2 separate regions of the Capsicum annuum genome follow, and region 2 is linked to region 1. Evidence: chromatin contacts called from public Hi-C data. All regions are on one chromosome and are shown on one strand. The core of a region is the stretch at or near the end of the contact, and the rest is flanking DNA. Distances in the headings are between cores, read along the strand shown. Region 1 holds the start of LOC107862603 (quinolinate synthase, chloroplastic). Region 2 holds the start of LOC107865990.

What was found. A called contact is a pair of places that touch in the nucleus more often than the background predicts.
Region 2: a Hi-C map of leaf shows a contact between it and region 1, with 2.7 times the contacts expected there. The contact joins the promoter of LOC107865990 here to the promoter of LOC107862603 in region 1. A contact is called at or near these places in 2 of 5 Hi-C or Micro-C datasets (leaf and placenta).

The regions. Positions count from the first base shown.
Region 1 is chr3:245,331,621-245,336,294 of UCD10Xv1.1, reverse strand. LOC107862603 (quinolinate synthase, chloroplastic) reads right to left here and starts at 3,147. Exons shown (of 7, transcript XM_016708235.2): 1 at 2,091-3,147; 2 at 596-880. The coding sequence starts at 2,819.
Region 2 is chr3:245,566,268-245,570,637 of UCD10Xv1.1, reverse strand. It overlaps LOC107865990, which reads right to left and starts at 3,030. Exons shown (of 9, transcript XM_016712173.2): 1 at 2,554-3,030; 2 at 1,013-1,698; 3 at 694-905. The coding sequence starts at 2,972.

The DNA.
Region 1 (4,674 bases), core at 1,898-4,397:
TTTAAGCAAAAGTGGGTCCAGTAGTGTCTGAATTCATTTTCACAGTCCACTCATTACTCTTGAAGATATCATGTGCACAATCAATTGGTGGCGTATACAGAAAATTTTCCATTTTCATCACAGAAAAATGGATCTGTATACTACAAATTTTTTTTAATACCCATCGATCAAGTATACCTTTGGCCAAGTTGAACAACTATTCTATGGACTTTGAAGGGATTTTCGATCAAAGAAGATCTCAACAACATAGGGGATTATTTTTACAGGAAGAGAGCCAGATGGGCATATTTCAAAAGGAATCTAATTAAGTAGTAAACAGAGCACTTAACATGTCACAATTCATTGTGTATTTATCAGTAGGAGAAACTGTTCCCTGCTGCTTTTCTAGTGAAGTCTTATCATTCACAGAAAGAAAGCATGGGCTTGTCTTTAAAAAAGATTTGCACATCAGGTCACGGCCATTCTGGCCTAGTACGACGATATCAATTCCAGGTGCTCACAACTGGTTGATCAAGCAAGCACAGACCAACTTAGACGTCATGTCATAACTACAAAGGACTCATATTATAGAACACAAAACAGGGTATGTGTGTACCTCTGGAAATCCAGCTTGATCAAGAATCGCTCGCACGTTCTCTGACATGAAATCTACACCTAATACAGATATAAATTGACATCCAGATTTTGCCATATTGACAGCTGAATCTGCCATGACCAAAGAATCAGATATATGTATATGGGGCCAAAACTTCTGCGCTTCAGTAAGAACACCTTGCACCTCAGGGTCCATGTAAAAATGAGCAACCACTCCAATTTTCTTCTCTTTTAGCACATTGACAAGTTCTTGGACCCTTGACTCATCAGGAAATAAGAACCTCGCCTGCAATTACACTAGAAATGAACTTAGGACTAGGAAGTTCGATGTCACCAGTATAAAAGAACAGCATCAATGACAAACTCCACATCCTGCCCAAACAGAAAGAGAGGACAAACTTCCGAGTAGTTGTTAAATACAAGGGCTAAATTTATGTTAATACGAGGCATCAACAATATTTACAACTTCTTTTTTCAATCAAATGTAAGTCTGTTCACAAAGTGAATCAGTGAATCTTTCTTTCTTACTTTTGCTATAACGTGGATCTCTCTTTTCTCCTTGTTCAATAAACATGGATGAGCAATATAAACTGGTTGTGTCTCGAATACATATGGGACCTCACTAAATTTACTTCTATAACAAATGAAAGTTAATAGTCTAGGACAAAATAAATGTTGAACAAGTATTTCCTAGTTGCCAAAAATTGGCCATGAGATATAGAATTCAGTTCACAACAAAGTTATGAGACACTAAAGCTTTAAATGTCAAGTCCCATTATGTCTTTCACTTTTTCCTCCTATATAATTCCCTAATACATCCTTGTGGTAAGTAAGGCGAGGTAAGGCTGCGTACACTACACCCTTGTTGTGGGAACCATTCCCAGACCCTACGCATAGCGGGAGTTTTAGTGCACCGGACTGTTTTTTTTAAAGAAAATAATTCCTTAGTTGTTTCAAGAAGGTTAATACATAACAGCTAAATTGGCATAGCCACATAGTGAAGGTCAATTCGAAAACCATGCTCCTTCCGCCCTATTTTAGGTGGCACCCTTTAATTCCTTTTTAGTCTGTACCAAAAAAAATTACCTTATTATAATTAGAAGCAATTTAACGTTGAAACTTCTCTTTTATCCGCAATGAAATGATTTACAACCACACAAATATGTAATATAGATTTAGACCATAAATTTCAAAAGTTTCTTTTTTTTTCTTTAAACATCGTCGGAGGCAGGGAGGGGCATATCCAGGATTTCGAGAGGACCGGTGCACTATTATGAAAATAGTTCGAGCGTGGGTTCACAAATCCATATTTAAATAATTTTAGAAAAATATAACACTACTTGTATATGATCTAGGGAGGGGAGAATGTGTTGGCGTGAACCCAGTGACCCGGGAGCATCGTATATATCAGAAATTAAATGAACTATTTAGGTCACAAATTGCTTTTTAGCAAAAATTCTAGTTTCGCCACTGGGAAGAGGGAACAGAAAGAGCACCTGGGACTCAGCATAACTCCCTTTAGGTTGAATACCATCAGCAGTCACTACTAGAGACGGGAAGGGCCCGCTCCGCGGCCTCCCTTGGCTCTCCGCTACAACAGCCCTTGTTCTTTTCTGCATGCTGACCAACACATTATGCCATGTATTCACCCTAGATGCAGATCCTTTCCCGTTCAACCCGACAACATTCAAACCATTTAAATCCTCCGTCTTCAACGCCAACACTTCACCCGGAGCCGCCCCATCAAGCATCCAAACCAAACACGCGCAAAACCCTTTGGTCATCTCCGAATCACTGTCAGCTAAGAATCTCATTTTCCCTTCCTCATCTATACTCACATGCAGCCACACCTGCGCAGTACAACCTGGAACTCGATTCTCCGTTGTTTTAAGAGACGCATCCATGGGAGGGACAAGTGCTGCGTAGTGCAAGAGACGCTTCACGCGATCGATTGATTCGACAAGTGATTTGAATTCTGAAATCAGAAGCTTTAGCTTCGTTGAAGAAGAAGAGGAGGAAGAAACATCGGAATGGGAAGGAAAAGAAGTTACGGCTGAACATGTAAAGGTTGAATTGGAGGGCTTCTGTATGCATTTTACGAGTGGCTTAAAGGTAGAAGGCAGTGAAAAAACAGAAAATGGTGCTCTCGTAATGGGTTTGGCAGTAGAAAGTGGAGATGGGGTTTTGGAAAAAGAAGATACCATGGCTAAATTTGCGGCATCCATAACAGAATTGTGATAGAAAGAAGAGGGAGAGAGAGAGAGGAGAAAACGGCCGGGGGGGGGGGGGGGGGGGGGGGAAGGAAGAAGAAGGTGAGAAATGAAAAGGTTGTGTTCTCGAAGTGCGGGTAAAGTGGCGGTAGGGAAAAATGGATTTTGTATGGGGCGTGCACAAGAGAGATGGGGAGCGAGGGAGCAGGGCCTTGGAATTAATAGTGTGTGTGGGGGGAGGGGATGTGGCGAAATACCCACCGAATCACCCGCGAAAATTGTAAGCACAAATACCAGTATCTATAATGACTCTTTTTGTCAAGTTGACTCCTAACTACAGCCGTCAATACCGGCTGGTTCATTCTGTCTGTAATTTAATAGAATTAAATTTTAATTTTTACAGTTTATTTAAGAAGAAGATTTTTTAGTTCGGTTCATATAAGTTCGTAACTTATAAGGCTTGAGCAATATGAATTGAGCTAATTCATAGGTCAGTTCGTAAATTAAATGCATGAAATTATTTAGATTGTTTTTTAGTATTTTTATTATATAAATAACATAAATAACAATTCTTTTGAAAGTAACTATACACTATTCCACTTTTTTAATTATTTTACTCTCTCTCCCTATTAATATACATAACATAGTCGATATATATATAACATTTTATGTATATATTGGGATTTTTGTAATAAATTTAGAAAATTGGAAATTTTTTATAATATTGAAAACATACGTTGTGTATTTGTATAATTTTTAGATTTTTATTTGACTCAAAAGATATCATGTCAAAAGTTATTTAATTTCGTTGTTAGGAGTATTTTTTAAGGTGTTGGGGATTTGATTAATAAGTATTAACACTATAAAATATTGTCTGATAATATGTATATTTATTAATATTCTAGAATTAAATTATAAAATATAATTTTTTAAAAAAGTGAGCTGGCTCGTGAGACTCGCAGCCCACAGAGTAATGGTGTGGACTTGATGTTTTTTGATTCATTATTTTGATGGGTCAGCCTCACTTGATCCGTCAAACTCAACGCTCGTGTGGGCTAACTCGGATGGGCTGAGCCGACCCGTATTGACAGCTCTATTCCTGACAACATAATTCCTCTGTCTCATTTTATGTGTCAATTATTTTCTTTTTGGTCCGTCTAAAAAAGAATGTCACTCTTTTTTATTTGATAATTATTTAATGATATCATTTTCATTTTATCTTTAGTAGGTTCCACTTATTAAAAAAAAAACTACTAAAAAGTAAACATTAACAGAAAATTTTATAAATTTTATAAAATCATCACTTATTTTTTAAATTTTATGCCCGATTAACTAATGACATATAAAATGGAACGAAGATAGTACTAACTTTTGACAAAGTAGTAAACTTGTTATCCACAAAATTAAGTTAGATACATTCTTAGGGGTCGTTTCACTGGCAACGTATTAATTATTTTAGGGTTAACTATTTTAGACATGTTATTCTCTCTCTCTATATATATATATAATAAATTATTTTAAAATTAATTAATACCTCCAATTAAATGTAAGATACAATAATTCTATATTTTATTTCAAAATTATTATACGACCTCACAGCAATAACATTTATTATGGTGATAAACTCTTTATAAAATTACTTCTCTACAATAGCATACTCAAATATTATGTAAATATATTTTATAAAAGTTTATTGTATGTACATAGTAATATATCAAAATATTTGTGATAATCATTATTAATGTCATGGACACAGTAACTTTTAAGCTACGAATATTTAATTTAAGAAAGAAATAATATTTAAAAATGATGCACATCAATTATTTCATAACTCCATGAGGAAAGAGTTATTAATGTTTGTCTTGTTATA
Region 2 (4,370 bases), core at 1,781-4,280, 230 kb before region 1:
CAGCATTAGCTCATCAAAGGAAACAGTCCAAAATCACTTACAAATGATATAGCTTTCAAGATCTATTCTGACATAGTACTAATTCGATCTTTGATTGCAGTCTTAAAAAGTAGGAGCACACTAATCTAGAAATCAATGGACAAACATGATATATATAACTCGCTAAAGATTGTCGAATTGTGTCTCCTAAAGATACATAGCATAAAGATATGGCACCCGGGCTTAACTTAACCCTAAACGCTAGCTCATGAGAGGAGGATTGTTCAAATATGAGAGGAGGATTGTTCAAATCCATCTAAACAAACTACCATCTATTCCCCAGCCAATGTGGAACTCTAACCCACTCTAATACCCACTTCGCGCCTAGGCCCAACTAGACCGTGGACGAGACTGGGAGCCTAAACAGGGATGGACCTGGCTCATATCATGTAACGATATGACACTTATGCCTATTGTTTAAGTCCATATAAGCAGACCACCAGTCCATTCCGCAGCGACTGCGAGATTCTAACCACTCTGACACATAAAATTTGAGATTAATCTTTAGGTTTGATTAAGTTTTTTCGATCATGTTCACAGTTCACAAAGTACAATACATCAATGTTGAAGCACATAGCATGGCTGCAAACTTGACAACAAAGGAAAATTAACTTCATATCAAAGAGTCTCAAGATCTTGCTACTAGTACAATACCTCATCAGAAAAGAGCAGTGATTTGGTATCAAGACCAACAAGGTGAAAAAGTCGTGGCGCTTGACGCTGCTTCAACGTTTTCCCTCTTGTCATATTCATCACAGGAACCACCACTTGAATTGTATCCGCATCTCCTCCTTCTTGCTCATTAGCCCTCGTCCTATTTTCCAACAACCAAGCATAGCAAATTGCTGCCACCATTGAGCTTGTACCTACAATATTTCAATTCACTCAGTGAATTAACCGAAACCAAAAGCCAAAACACACGATTTATCTATCAAAATTGGAAAAAAAAAATATCAGCTGGAATTAACTCAACTGTTGGAAGGTCCAGAGAGCACAATTTTGGCTTTCCCTTTTATCTTCCCACAAAAAATGTCGTTAATTTTGTCTCTCTGCTCCATCAAAAACCGATTCAATACCTGACTCTTCAAATCTTCCTCCTTGACTTTATCCCTATCCACATCGTTCTTCTGCAAAACCTTCTCGAAAGCAGACGTGGATGCGGAGATAGTTCTACGATGAGCTGACTCTACTAAATTCCTCGGAGGCGAAAGGATCCGATCGTCAGGGATCGAGCATGTAGTCGATGAAATCGATCTCCGATGAGCAGATTCAATGAGATTTTTGGGTGGAGAAAGTGGCTTGTCATCTAAAAAGTGTGATACATTGTCCGTTGAGACAGTGGCGGGAATTTTGAATGTTCGTTTTGGAGAGTTGTTAGACTGTGGCTGAGGTGCATTGGAGTTTGTATGGAACCGCGTTCGACGACTGATTGATTGGCGGGGTGGGAGGGTGAGCGGGGGTTGCTGCTCATTGTTGGGCTTGAGAGAAGTGGGCTCGAATGTGGGCCCATCATTTGGAGGTTTGAAGTTGTCCGAGATCCAATCATGAACGTTTGATGTGCTAGCTGAAGGAGGATTGTTAGACAGTTCTGATTTGTTGCGGTTGTGTTTTGCTGTTTTTGAGAGGATTTCTTCACTGATCCCCACTACTGATCTATGCCTGTTTTTCCAGCAAAGCAAATCTATTGTAAAGTATCACCATCTATATATGTATTATAAAACATAACTCGAAGCTAATTAGGTCAACCATCAAATGCTCCCTTGTCCTATCGGAATTATCACCATCTAATCAACTAGATGTGTTTAACTTTTAATACACTAGTTTTTGACACATGTTGCATACTTAGCGATCATAAACAGAAGAAAATGTCTTCAAGATTGGTTATTAAGGAAGTACTCCTTCTAATCCATATTAAGTGAACTTATGATACTTTTTTTTTCATTTTTGCCCTTTGTTTTAGTGAGGTTAACTATTACTTTACCTTTTCTAGGTGATAAGTTACACTACTTATAAAGTCATATTCATGACTTTCCTACTTTTAAGAATAAAGGACAGCCCGATGCACTGACTTGAACCCATGGAGGCAACTTTACCGGTTATTCTAAGGCTCCCCTTCCCTACTTTTAAGAATAGTTTGAAAATAATAAAAAGGGTAACAGTGAAAGTAATATTTAAATTGTGTTTTTCTTAAGGGGTGCGCATTACCCCCAAAAATTCACTTAATATGTACTAGAGGGAGTATAATATTAAGTTACCATGTATCTTTTCTGTACTTTGGTACAAACTTGTTAAGTTTGCTGGTAATATTTGTTGATTTCCTTTTCATTTGTTGTACTTTGATCATAGTCTGTACAATGCAATATTTGATTGTACGAAAAAAAAAAAAAAAGAGGGAGCGAGAAAGAACTTTAAACTTTGTTGTTCGGACTCTTCAAAAATGTCATATGGTGTGTGTCGGATCTTTCAAAAGTAGTACATTTTTTGAAGAATCTGAGCAACTTAGGCTTTAAATACCTTCTAGCAGATCTAGATAGGGGATCTCTGCCTTCAGTATGAGACTCTGCAATCCTAGCATGAGATGTTGCAAACCTAGGGGAAGTCACTAGCCGCCTTGGGGGTGACTCACTTCCACGACCAGGAGATGAAGCTACCATTTGCTTAGCTTCCTGAAGCCACTCCTGAGTTAATCTGCTGCTAACACTCCTTGTACTCGAGTCGAAATCATCATCATCGTCCATCGAATTAGTGTTAATTCCCTTCAGATTATACGATCTTTTATCCGGACCTGGTGTCCCGAAAAACATGTCATTCATAAAATCAGTCAAGTCAGGGACAGGACTAGCAGGCTTTCTGTTCTCTGCTATTATCCTCTGCAAGCTCTTTGAGGATCCTCTGCTTTCGTTTGACAGGTTCCTGTTGAATCTCTTCTCCATCGCGCAATTCTACTAGGGGAAGCGAATCTCCAGAACTAATGGAAATGCAGGAAAATCTTAGCTGAACATAGAGGAGGTGAGAAAGACAACATTGTAGAAACATAGCTAAAATAAATGATTAGAAAATGTTGTAGTAACATTTGGCCGGCACAAACGTTGTCTTTTCTTGGTGTAGCCTTGTGAAAATCCGCTTCTTTGGAGGTTTGCCCTGTCAAATATATAGGCGAATTCCAGGAAGTTGCAAAAAATGATAAATTCCTTCCTGTCCATTTCTATATAACTAGCTAGTAACAGTTACTTATGGCTGGGAGATCTTAATTAGTAATACACCATACAAGCTAGCAAAACCAAAGAGTTTTTTTTTTTTTTTTTGATTGTGGTGTTTAGACCTTTCGTGTACCTCAACTAATTTCACGAAATATCTACCACCTTCTATCAACAACGTGTACTAGGTAACTCTATTCATCAAAATTAGAACAGATGATGTGTATTTTGAGGAAAAAACATGGGTCCTTACATCGTCAAAGAAGAGCCATACCAATATCACCTTGATGTGAATATTGGATGTCACTTAGGCGGCTCAGCCAGAATATTCCACGAGATTATTAATCCCACCCTCCACGTGGGTTATAAAATAATCTCAAAATTAGTTAATACTTCAAATCAAACGTATAAATAAAGTTCATCTCAAATTTTATTTAAGGATTATTATCTTTTATATCACATTACCAAATGACTTAAAATTTAGATAACTAACCTCAAATAAAGAAACTTTGAAAAGAGTTTAGATAAATTAATGTTGATGGTAGAGAAAAACAAAAATTACATAAAGATAAATTTAATTCTCAGGTAGATACAGATATAGCTAGGGGTGTGCATCGATCAGTTCGGTTCGGTTTTATGTGTTATTGGTTTGATTTATCGATTTTCGATTTTTAAATATGTAAAACCAATAACCAACCCATAAGATATTTTCTTATCGGTTTCGGTTTATTGATTTTTGGTCCTTAACGGTTCGATTTTCGGTTTAACCAATAAGAAAATACTTATACAATAGAAATAGTAACAACTAACATAAAAAACGAAATCTTAGTTATCGCCAAAATCCTATGCAATGTATTTTAGTTTACAAAAATCTTCAAACTTAAACTGAATGTTAGTGCGAAAAAAAATTGAATCGTAATTATTGAAAGCTATAAATGCTTCAAGCTTTTCAATACGATAATAGCCGAGTTTTATATTGTGCCTTTGTTGCCCTGAATAGGTTAATACTTTGTAATCAGTGAATATAATAAATATATATATAGAGAGAGATTTATATATATAACATAAATAGGGATATAAAATAATAATTTAGTGTATCCTTATTGGGTCAGTAAGCTAAAACCGAAATCGAAC